2 separate regions of the Mus musculus genome follow, and region 2 is linked to region 1. The links are chromatin contacts, called in public Hi-C maps. All regions are on one chromosome and are shown on one strand. The core of a region is the stretch at or near the end of the contact, and the rest is flanking DNA. Distances in the headings are between cores, read along the strand shown.

What was found. A called contact is a pair of places that touch in the nucleus more often than the background predicts.
Region 2: a Hi-C map of Th1 cells shows a contact between it and region 1, with 2.1 times the contacts expected there. A contact is called at or near these places in 1 of 484 Hi-C or Micro-C datasets (Th1 cells), 1 of 130 datasets of targeted methods (fibro-adipogenic progenitors) and 1 of 9 other capture datasets (adipose tissue).

The regions. Positions count from the first base shown.
Region 1 is chr19:32,183,773-32,189,964 of GRCm38.p6, reverse strand. All of the region lies in intron 5 of Sgms1 (sphingomyelin synthase 1), which reads left to right. Among named protein-coding and RNA genes, the nearest start is that of Asah2, 84 kb to the right of the region's middle.
Region 2 is chr19:32,678,678-32,684,869 of GRCm38.p6, reverse strand. Atad1 (ATPase family, AAA domain containing 1) reads left to right here. Exons shown (of 10, transcript NM_026487.3): 8 at 818-868. Among named protein-coding and RNA genes, the nearest start is that of Atad1, 31 kb to the left of the region's middle.

The DNA of each region.
Region 1 (6,192 bases), core at 2,050-4,549:
TATCTCAGAGACCCCAACAACTTAACTTGATTTTACTCTGAATTGTGTATAAGTGTGAAGGGTACGATCCCTGACTGAGAAAATGCCTTCATTAGGTCCAGCTGTAAGGCATCTTCTTAATTAGTAATTGATGAGGGAGGATCCAGCCCGTTATGGATCTTGCTATCCCTGGACTGGGACTGCTGAGTTCTATAAGAAAGTTGGCTGAGGAAGCCATGTGGAGCAAGCCAGTAAGCAGCAGCACCATTCTGTGACCTCTTCATCAGCCCTAGCCTCCTGTCTCCTGCTTTGTGTTCTTACCCTGGCTTCCTTCAAGGTAAGCCAAACACTTTCCTCCCTAGCTTGCTTTTGGTCATCGTGTTTCATGGTAAAAAAAGAAACCCAAAGTAAGGCAGAACTTGGTACCAGCATCGTGAGGTATTGGTGTGAAAGACCTGACCATGTTTTTGGGGAAGGATTGTAAGAAGGTCTTTGGAACTTTGGTCTAGAAAAGCCGTTGAGCGTTGAGAGCTCAGTGGGAGGTTCTGTAGGAGCCTGAAAGTTAAGAATGTTGAGAACAGTGCAGGCCTGGCTTATGAGGTTTCAGAGACACCGGAGACACCTCTGGGCCTTTTGTGTGAAGAATCTGTGGTATTTGGTCAGCTGGAGTGGCAGAGTCTGCTGTGATTAACCAGCGATCGGAACCACTGAAGTGAAACCTTTCCTTTGCCAGGAAAGGTACTAAAGGCAACAGTAAGCCATTGATTGACCAGTCTGTTTCCTGGTACTGTAATGAAATACTAGGGCACGCTGCTTAGGAACAAGAGGAGCATTTACTCCCCAGCTTTGAAGGGTGGAAACAAGATCAGCAGCCCCAGGAGTTGGGTGCCCGCTGAGGGCCTGTTGGAGAGGGCCTTCTGGAATGAGGAACCTGTGCAAACTGAAGGGTTCCCATGGGCAGACAATGAGCTAGACAGGAATTAGTGTGGGTTTTCCCTTAGAAAAACTCAGTCTGTGCCAGGCTCCCTTTGGATCCTGCTAGAATCACCTAACTCCTTTTCCAGCACAGTACTCTGAGTAACTCAAGGATCTCCATGTATGCTATACCCTTTAAAGGTCCATGTCTCTTCCCGACATCACAGTGGGGACCGAACTCCCAGCACATAAACCCTTGTGTGGCAGATTAGTACCATGAAAGGGTTTTGTTTTGTTTGGGTTTGGGAGGGGCTGAAATCACAAGAATGTAGGTTTGTGGTAGAGAGAAGAGGCAGAAAGAGTTTCTTCTATCCTCAGAGCTTGTAACGTCTGGACAGTGGAGTAAGTGTGTTACATGTACACTAACTCAGGTGCCACCCGGCAGCTCCACTAAGCTCTTCCTGGTAGATGAAAGCTATAAAGTAGTCTGTGCAAATTAATTAGAAGACAGGCTTCATGATACCGGGTTGGTACAGGACTTACTTACTTTAAGACACAGTCACAGTCATTGAACATCAGTGTTTTCTTCATCAAGTGTTCCTATCAGATTGGTTGCTAAAAATGTGATGCTGACAAAGCAGAGAATTACGTAGTGTGGTTCTTAAAGATTGATTCAAACAAAGGAAGGGGTAACTGGATGGCAGAGTGTGCTTGTCTTCCTAATGCACATTTGGTTAATATAGCCTTAGACTTACTTAGTTTCCTTTCCGTTCTATAATGTCTGGTACCAGAATTTGCACAGATCTGTTTAAAGAACACAAAGACAGCCTTTGGGAAGACTGAATGGTTGAATTGAGTTTCTGGTTGGTAGTAATCCTGCCTTGTCATGTGCCGTAAAATATAGTACAGGATGCATGTGTAGTTTTAGCCTGGAGCCCTCAGTGACGCGTTCTGTGCATTGTCATTCTGGAATCCAAGTCTCCTAAATGGGAATCCATGGGGCTTCTGATGGAGGGTGATTTAGGCTCAGGCCCTTCAGGGATCAGCACTGAGTCTTTAGAAACAATCTGTTAACTAGATTTGGCCCACCAGATGGTGGAAGGATTTCTGGTAGCGAAAAGCAAAATGGAAAACCTCACAAGGTGAACTTACCTAGGCGATGGGGATGGATCAGCTTCCAAGCAAAACAAGTTTCTCTTCAAAAGTCAGAGGAAAGGTGTCACAAGGGATTGGAAATTATGTTCTCCTTCAGCAAAGTATTGGGTCGCATGTGGCTTTCCTTGTCTTTTTGTAGAGTCTGTGGAGATAGGATGTCTCTCCAAACATTTGAGTAATGAGGACCTTGCTCCAGGAAGAAGATGGGCTGAGCAGAGTGTCCCTTATAAGATCAAAGGAGTCCTCATTTGGGGAATAGACCTTTAGCATCTGACCAGAAAAGTCTTGGTTACTTGTGCCAACATAACAATACTTTTTAAAAAGTTCTCTCTCTCTCTCTCTCTCTCTCTCTCTCTCTCTCTCTCTCTGTGTGTGTGTGTGTGTGTGTGTGTGTGTGTGTGTGTGTGTGTGTGTGTTTATACACAGTCTTCTGAGTCTAGGCAAGTGCATGCAAATGGTTGAATGATCGTTCTCTTCCCTTTTCTTTGTTTTGGTTTTTTGAGATAGGGTCCCTCTATAGCCCAGGCTGTCCTGGAACTTGCTGTATAAACCAGGCTGGTCTTGAACTCAGATATCTGCCTGCATCTGCCTCTCAAGTGCTAAGATGAATGACCACAACCACCTGGCCATTTTTCTCCTTTTGTCATGTGGGTCATGGGGATCGAACTCAGGTTGTCAGGCTTGGCAGCAGATACCTTTATCCTCTGAGCCATCTCACCAGCCCTCTCATCTATAGTTTACTGAGACAACCTCTTGAGGTTTTGAGAGAAAGGTGTCAGAAAAGGGCCCAAAGGATCTCTTGATAAGCTCTATTGTTTGGTCAGTATTCAGTATTCAGGGCCTTTATCAAGCCCGCTGATCAACTGGATGACAGATCAGTGACCTAATGAAATGGAATTTCTAAAAATACTGTCTCCTTCCTGGCCCCCCTCCTTATCTGTCACTGCGATGTTGCTGAGATGTTTCCAGGCTGCCTTTGGAGCTGGACAGGAAGTAAGGAGTGAAAAGCTGTAGGTTGGGTAAGAAAATGGCAATTTAAGACTTAGTGTGTACTCCCCCAACAGCTGGAGTGCCGCATCTGTGCCTCATGCCTCCGTGTTTTCAGCATGTGTGACACAGGCACCTTGCCCATGGCATTTGATCTTCTCACCTCTCTTTTCTATTTTCACTGTTGTCTGACCTGCTTTGTTTAGTTTGAGGAAGTGGATGTGGGTGAAAGTTGGTCTGGGCCACGCTGATGTGTGTGCACTTCCAGTATTGCGACTCGCTGTGATCAAAGGTTGTTGTGAGAATGGCTAGAGTCAAGGGAGCAGTCCCGAGGGTTAGATGCCCAAGGTTTGGTGGAGGGAACATTGGCTTCCTGTGACAATGGCTCATTTGCTTAGTGGCACTGAGAGGCGCTGGCTTACTTTGTGCGTTCATCTCCTCCCCTCTAGGTCCTGTGGCGAATTTTCTTAACATTTTCTAGCACTTTATGTGCATGTGTCTATATTATTTTCAATCAAATTGAGTATAAGACAGATAGAGTTCCAGTATACCAGTTTTAAATCATGCTTAAGGGTTTTAATGCTCTTGGAACAGTAGGGGACTAGTAGATCATGAAAGACTAGACAGAATTAATATGATGATAGTTTGTAAACATCAGGTAGTAAAATAAGTTTGATATCTTTATTTTGCAGTATTGGCGCTAATGTTCTGTGATTCCTCTTCTCTCTCCCAATTCCTGTGATTTTTCTTCTTCCCCCCTCTGTCTGAAGGAGACAGTACTTCAAAGGAAATCTTAGATAGCATACTATTTCACCCTCGTAATTTACTGTAATTGCTGTTCAATTATTTACTTTTGTCAGTTGACTTTTCCTGTTCTTTAATTCTGAAATGATACTTGGACTGTGGCCTGGTCGTGGTATGGAAGTGCATATTCTGCCATCCGTATCCTGTGACTGGTCCTGGATGGAATGGTCTTCTCAGGAAGACTGCTCCAAGTGTAGACTCAAGGTATGACTGCTGCCTCCACACCTTATGGAATTAGAGGGCAATCAGGTACCTGTTATGTGGTGCCGCTTTAGAAGTGGGCTCAAATCTAAGTCATAATGACTTCTATCATTTTTAAGCTCATAAAAAAAATTATAGCTTAGGATACTGAGACTCTGAATTAGCGGATCCCAATCTTCCCAACACTGCAACCCTTTAACGAAGTTTCGCATTTTATGGTGACTCCCAACCATCAAGTAATTTTATTGATACCTCATAACTGTAATTTTGCTACTGTTATGAATCTCGTGTTGTCTGACAGTTTCAGGTCCCTGCTGGGAAAGGGTCATTTGAAACACACCCCCCACCCCCACCCCAGCGTTGTGACCCACAGGTTGAGAACCCCTGCTTTCTATGGCCATCACCAGCTCCATTTTGGTTAGTTGTTTTGTATTGAGATGGCCTCATTTTGTAGACCAGGTTGGTCTTTAACTCACCATGTAGCCCAGGATGATATCAACCTTACAGCAACTCTGCCTCAGTCTCAAAACTGCTTGGATTTCATTTTGGAGCATCCCCATCCACCGGGAAATTGTTTATCTTACAAATTCATCATTTATCAATTTACTATCTCCTGGTACTATGATGAGCCATGCAGTATTTCAGTTTTTTAGAAGATTTCTCTATCTTTCTTTCTTTCTTTCTTTCTTTCTTTCTTTCTTTCTTTCTTTCTTTCTTTCTTTCTTTCTTTCTTTCTTCCTTCCTTCCTTCCTTCCTTCCTTCCTTCCTTCCTTTTTTTTTTTTTTTTTTTTTTTGAGACAGGGTTTCTCTGTAGCCCTGGCTGTCCTGGAACTCACTCTGGAGACCAGGCTAGCCTTGAACTCAGAAATCCGCCTGCCTCTGCCTCCCGAGGGCTGGGACTAAAGGCGTGCGGCACCACCGCCCGGCTTCTATATTTCTTAATCAGAGCTCACAGTAGCTGTGCAAGGATGGAAAGTATTAAAATTGCATCCTTGTAAGTCAGAGAGCAGTGGGAGCAGCAGGACAGAAGTGGGGTGCCCGTGCTTTAGGTCTCTCCACTCCTCCTCCCCCACGCCCCAGGGGCTCTGTTCCCTGATGGGGTTTGCGCAGTTTGGGAATTGCAGTGTGCTCCTTCCTCTGGATTTTATGCTTGTTGTATCTGATATTGAGGAAATTCAAAGCACCTGACCAGGGTCTGGAGATGCTCAGGGAAGCCCACACTTAACGATACCCATCCCATGTACCACAGGGTAGCAAGCACAGCCCCTTGAGGGACCATTCGATACCATCACAGACTCTCCCATGTCACTGGTTTCTGCCACTCTCTGTTAACTAGCCCAAAGGCAGACTATGATCACAGTTAGGGCCTTTGCCTTGGTGTCCCCGTTATTGTTGTAACAGAGTGGAATTTGAGCCTGAATGTCTGAAAAAGTAGTTTTGGCATTCTTTTTACTCTTGTATTATTTTGTTGTTCACATCCGACTTTGTGATTGGTTTCAAAGTGAGTAGTTGTAAAGCAGATGAAAAATACAGCACCTCTGAAGGGTACGTGGAAGATGCTCGCTTGCTGTGCATCTGCTGTGTGTTGAGGGCTGCAATAATAACAGGCACACCAAGCAAAGGCTCTAAACGTGATCATAACCTGCCTTCAGGTAGTTGCAGGCAGTGGTAGGAAAGCTGTCTGTGGCAGAAAGCAGACATTCAGCTTCTGCCTCATGTGCTTAATGTGCTAGAAACCCAGCGTGAATGCCTTCACGTTCCTAAGCTCTTATTATCCAGCTGTTTATCCAAAGAAAACGCTGGAGTAAGCTGAGAGCTGTGATGTTGCTTCTTGACTGCCCCAGCCAGCTTACTGGGGCTCTACCCACTGGTGTCAGTCCCTGGAGCAAGAATATCATGGCGTCTGGGACTTGCGTCTGAAGAACATTATTCACAACATGATGTAGTTAGTATCTTGCTGAGGATACCCACTCTAGTGACCCAACTTGTTCCAGTTAGGCCCTACTTTTGAACTTTCTGAACATCCCCACCCCCTGCCCCCCAAAAATAGCTGTACGAGCTAGAGGATGCATATGCAAACCACGAGCCCATTCAGAAGGTTCCAGATCAAACCACAGTACCACTCCATCTAACATTATTTTGGCTCATCTG
Region 2 (6,192 bases), core at 2,315-4,814, 490 kb before region 1:
GTATAGTTGAGGATGACCTGAGCCTTGCAAGTGCTGGGGTTCGAGGCGCTCTCCAGCATAAGCAGCTTTTCTGTAATTCTGTACAGTGAATTAAGTGTGGCTTCTGTTCTGATGTAAAAGTACCATGGATCACTGAAGGGAGATCGTTAACAGTTACATAAACATTCACTAATGAGTGTTAATGAGCACAGATATTTTACTGAAGTGTATTAATCATGTCCTCTAATTGTTAGTGAAAATAGCCCGTTTATGAAATGCCATAATGAAAAAAGTTACTTTAGAATGCTAAATTTTAAAATAAATAAATGGCACAATTAAAAATTGACTTAAAAGGAGTTTTGCGATGGTGAACTTTGATAAATTTAATAAGAGAAGAAAAAAGAAAGAAAACTGTATGACTGTATAGGAAATTAGCCAGCATAGTAGTACATGCCTGTAATCTGAGCACTGGTGGGGTAGAGGGAGAGAAATTGCTTCAAGCTTGAGTCGGCCTGGTCTACATAGTAAGTTCCAAAACAGGTACATCCTGTGTCAAAACATGAGGAGCTTTGGGAAGACATTGTTATCTTAGTGTACTTCTTTTTTTACTCAATAAATACTAAGGGTGTATTATTTTCCAGGCACGAATAAGAAACAGCATTGAGTGAACTACCCACAGATAGTTACTGTCCAGTGTCTTATGATACCTTGTTTTAACCTCTACCACCCTGCCATTTTATCAGTTATCCAGGAATTTACAAAGGGAAAACAGTAGAAAAATCACTTGCTCAGTATTCTTTTTAAATGAATGCTAATTAGAATATTTTCTGGTTTTTAGGCTCTAAAACAAAGAGAAGCAATTTTAAAGCTCATCTTGAAAAATGAAAATGTAAGTAGAAAATGGTTTATTCTCGTCCTAAAATATGATGCTTTTGTTTATAAAGTCATTTTAGAAAGAAATGAAGAAGGACTCTGAGAATAATGTAACTTTAAACTTCATTTTAGTTATTCTTAAACTCTCCACTGTTAAAATAACTCTAAGTACCATGTATTTGATGTAGTTTTTAAAGAGTAATATATCTGCAGATTAAAATACTGTGACATTTTCCACACCATTTTATGCATATGTAGGAATAGTTTTTAAAGAGGTTTTTTTTGTTTGTTTGTTTCTTGTTTTTACTTCATTGCTATACCTTTAAAACTGAAGTGAGAGTTTAGACGTGATGCCAGTAGCAATGGTTTGCACACTCATTGATCAGGAGGCTGACACGGGAGTGCGGTGCATCCAAGGCCAGCCTGGGCTACTCGGAGACATAAATGAAGTGGACTGTCAGATATTTGTAAGAGTTTGGTTTTCTTTCTTACAAATTTCGCCCATTTTTTGAATGTAGTATTTTTTATAAGGGGCTGCTATGTTAGATTTGTCTAATGAGTTGTAAACTTTTCTCTGTTTCTTAAGTCTTTTTTTTTTTAAAGAATTATTCATTTTATGTACATTGTAGTTGTACACAAACCGGAATTCAGACATACCAGAAGAAGGCATCCAATCCCATTAGAGAAGGTTGTGAGCTACCATGTGATTGCTGGGAATTGAACTCAGGACCTCTGGAAGAGCAGCCAGTGCTCTTAACCTCTGATCCAGCTCTCTAGCCCAGATAAAGGAGTTAGTTCTATGCGTGCCAGACCTGTTGTCTGCTCACTGTTTGAACTCTGAGGGTCCCTTCGAGCCAGCATCATCCCGTCCTTCCCACGTTCCCTTGACTTCCACACTTTTTATGCTTGCCTGTTATAAATCTCTTAGTGGTAGTTTTGAAAAGATTCTTTTTACTTTAAAATTTTAACCACATTCATATTTCATCTAAACATTTGTAATGATTCCTTGGCATTACTTTTTTGGGGGTGGGGGTGGTTTCAAGACAGGATTTCTCTGTCCTGGAACTCACTTTGTAGACCAGGCTGGCCCCCAACTCAGAAATCCGCCTGCCTGTGCTGCCACTGCTGCCTGGCTGAGCCTCCTTCTTCTTTTTCTTTTTTTTTTTTTTTTGCATTGCTTATTTCTTTAAGTTTGTATACAGATTTCTAATTATCTCCCATATAAAAAAGTTCTTTTTTTGTTTTTTGTTTTTGGAATTGTATTCATGTATGCAATGAAATATGACTGTTTAGGGCCCCAGTTTTCTTCACTTAAACACATCATCCTCTCAGGTTTGTATCATATTAGGAAACCTAGCCCACTGAGTCCAGTTAGATCTTCTCACGTGCATGGTGTCTTCCTACAGTATCCTTCACTATACTTGTTACTTCTCAGATCTGTTTACTGTTCTAGGGTCTCCTACTTGCTGACTGAGCACTTATATCACTGAACAGCATCTTTAGCCTGTTTGATAGTTTGAAGTTGTCTAAATCTGTTAATCCATAGGTAATAACTTCTTCCTTCATTTACCCACGTCTCCCATTGTTTTTCAGAATGCAAGTTTTCACTGATAATTTGGGTGGCTATCCTTGCAATTTGGTAGTTGGGTCAGGAAGCTGGGTAGAATGTGGTTAATGGTGGAGGAGAGGTCAGATGGAAAGGACTCCTTAGGTGGCTCGTGTTCTTCCATCAGGAAGGTACACTAATCAGGGTGGCCTTTTTCTTAGATTTTAAAATTTTTGATGTGGGGCTGGAGAGATGGCTCAGCGGTTAAGAGCACTGACTGCACCTCCAGAGGTCCTGAGTTCAAATCCCAGCAACCACATGGTGGCTCACAGCCATCCATAATGAGATCTAATGCCCTCTTCTGGTGTGTCTGAAGACAGCTACAGTGTACTTATAATCAATCAATCAATCAATCAATCTTTTAAAAAAATAAAATCTTTGATGTGCTTGAAATTTATGTGGATCTTAAAACTATAATGTGGACCTAATGTGGGTCTAACTCAGCTGTCTCAATGCCAGTTACTGAGTGTCTTTGCCTTGCTAGAGTTTGTTATCATGTCCTTGTCTGGATCAGCTGATATGTCTTTTGGGTCTTTTTGTGCTAGTATTCAGTACTCATTGTTTTCACTTGGAGACAACTGTAATGTCTTGTACTGTTAGACCTAGTTGTTCCTCCCACCCCCATGGGGAGTTTAGGATCGATTTGTCTTATTACTAAAGAACAAAAAATTAGGTCTTTTGTTTGTTTGTTTGTTTGTTTTGAGACAGGGTTTCTCTGTGTAGCCCTGGCTGTCCTGGAAATCACTTTGTAGACCAGGCTGGCCTCAAACTCTGAAATCTGCCTGCCTCTGCCTCCCAAGTGCCAGGATTAAAAGGTGTGCACCACCACAGCCCAGTAGTAATTTTTTTTTTTTGATGGATCATTATTTTTGATAGTGAATCTCTTTCTGGCTTTACATCTTTTTGCCTGATAACTTTCTTGTTTTCCCTAGGAGCAGTGCGTTAATTAGTTCCTTAATATAAATTATATATAAATATAAGTTACAAAATTTATATATGTGGGTTTGCCTGTATGTATTTAAGTGTAATATGTGTGTGTAATGCCTTGGAAGACGGACGAGGTAGTTTGACTCCCAGAACTGGAGTTATACACAGTTGGAGGGCCACTATGTCAGTGTTGAAAGCATAACCTTGGACATCTGGAACCACAGGGCCATCTCTCCAGTGCCCAAATTTGTTTCCTGCTAGGCTGTTTTCTGCTGCTGTAATAGAATATAATAGATTTATTTAGTTCACAATTCTGGATGTTGGAAAGTTCAAGTGCATGATAACAATATCCAGTCACATTCTGATACTTCATCAAAAGCACAGGGGCAAAAAGAAAGCGAAAGTAAAAAATAACGAAAAATCCCAAACTTGCAAAATTGGTTTGATCATGAGCCAAACACCTTCTGTCAGGCCCCACTTTCCAGCATCACTTGAATTTGTCACTTATCAACTCTATAGCAATTATATATACTGTTTATAAAAGTTTAAAGAACTTACCAGCTTCCAAGGATTGGATCTGTGATTATTAACCATTTAGGGAGTCAAGATAAAAGCCAGATAGCCTTTTCTAAGAAATCTACATATATTCATGTTTTTTAATAGTTTCAGAAAAATTCTTAAAATAGTATATTCTAGGTAAGGAACTTATGTCTTAGACAGATGGCTTTTTGCCTTTTAATTGAATACTTTTTACCTCTTTTGAGGTGAACATCTTATAGGTACAGTGCTACTTGAATGAGCCACTGTCCATTGGTAACCCTTTCACAGAGAGAGGTATCAGCCTAAGAAACAGTAAGTGTGCAAATCTTCTGAACTGGTGTCCATATATTATTCCTAGAAGTAATTAGAAGATAGTTGAGGTAACCAATATAATTATTTAATTTAAAATAGTTTAAGCTTGTCATGGTGGTACACTCAACCAGGTTTTACCATTTGTGAAGCTGAGGCAAGAGAACTGAAAGTTGAAGGCTAACCTGGGTTATAATAGCAAGACCCTGCCACAGGAAATCACCACATGAACAAGCAAACCACCACAGGAGCAAGACTTTATGTATATGGTATATTGTATAAGTAGACAGCTTATAGCTTTTTTTTCCCTTTCAAAACAGGGTTTCTCTGTATAACCCTGGCTGTCCTAGAAGTCACTCTATAGACTAGGTTGGCCTCAAACTCAGAAATCCCTACCTCTACCTCCAGAGTGCTACGATTAAAGGCTCTCAATGCCACCAGGCCTATAACATGTTTGTAGCAGCAGAGTATATACACACACACACACACATACACACATACACACACTGTAGCTGTCTTCAACACACCAGAAGAAGGGCGTCCGATCCTGTTACAGATGGTTGTGAGCTAGATATGTGGTTGCTGGGAATTGAACTCAGGACCTCTGGCAGAGCAGTCAGTGCTCTTAACCATTGAGCCATCTCTCCAGCCCTTTATTTTGCTTTTAAAAGCCTCACATTAATATCCTACATTTAATAAAGGCAGCATTATCATGCTTTCATGTTACTAAGTAGAATCAGAGTTTATTGTGTAAGCTGTTCTCATTTAAGAAAGATATGTTACCACCCTCTTAACAAAAAATCTTTCTCATTTGCTTCATAGTTAATGTTTGCTTTTTATATTCTGAAATGATAGGTGTATATACAGGTACAGATGGATTTCTTTTTCTAGTGAAATTTTTATCATTCTGCAATGACATATTTCCCCAACTATACATTTTGAATAAATATTATACTCTAATCCACCTAAATCTGACCTAACGCAACTAAAAGTATTATATTCACTTCCCTTAATATTTACCTTACATATAATTTTCTACCATTTATTTTCAACTATACATTTTTCTTTCAAGTAGAACATAAAGCCTGCTTCTTTCAGCCTATGTGACTGTTCTAATCCACAGCCATAATTTTATCATGTCTATATCTTGTCTTAGTTTAGTTGTTTGCAGTTACTGTGTTATAATTATAAGCTTGAATTGATTTGTTCTTCATTTAGTTCTTCTCATGAAATGTGCCTTCTTTTTGCTTTCTGTCCCCTCTGAAGTCTCATGTTCAGTAGTGTTTTATATTTCATATTTCCTTTTTTCTCTTTCTGTATTGATTTTGAATTCACATAGGCTTGGTAGTACTGCAACATTGCATGAGATGTGTATGTAATGTCCAGCCTCTGCCTTCTTCCCAGCCTTACTGTACTCGTGTCCTGTGTCTCACAGAGTCTGTACTTAGGACTTCCCTCCTGCTTTCTGTACCTAAATTCAAGATTGTTGTGCGGATAGTCGTTCTTTCCTTTGTTGCCTTTTTATCAAATACAAATAACTAAATTCCTGTTTTTAAAAAAGTACTTGTTTATTATTATTACTATTATTATTATTATATGTATAAGCACTCTGGCTGTATGTACACCTACATGCAAGAAGAGGGCATCATATCTATTTACAGATAGTCAGGGCCTACTATGTGGTTGCTGGGAATTGAACTCAGGATCTTTGGAAGAGCAGCCAGTGCTCTTAACCACTGAGCCATCTCACCAGCTCCACCCAATTTCTCTTCATTTAGCATTTCTATTTAAAAGGATGACACTGATTTGAAGGTCATAGTTGCACAGTTGAATGATGAATGTGTTGTTGAAATGAAGAAAACTTAAAACATTCCTAGAATTAGTGGAAATAAAATTAGCATTCCAAAACCTATGGGATCCAAGGAAACAGTCCAAAGAAGGAAGCTTACCATTCTATG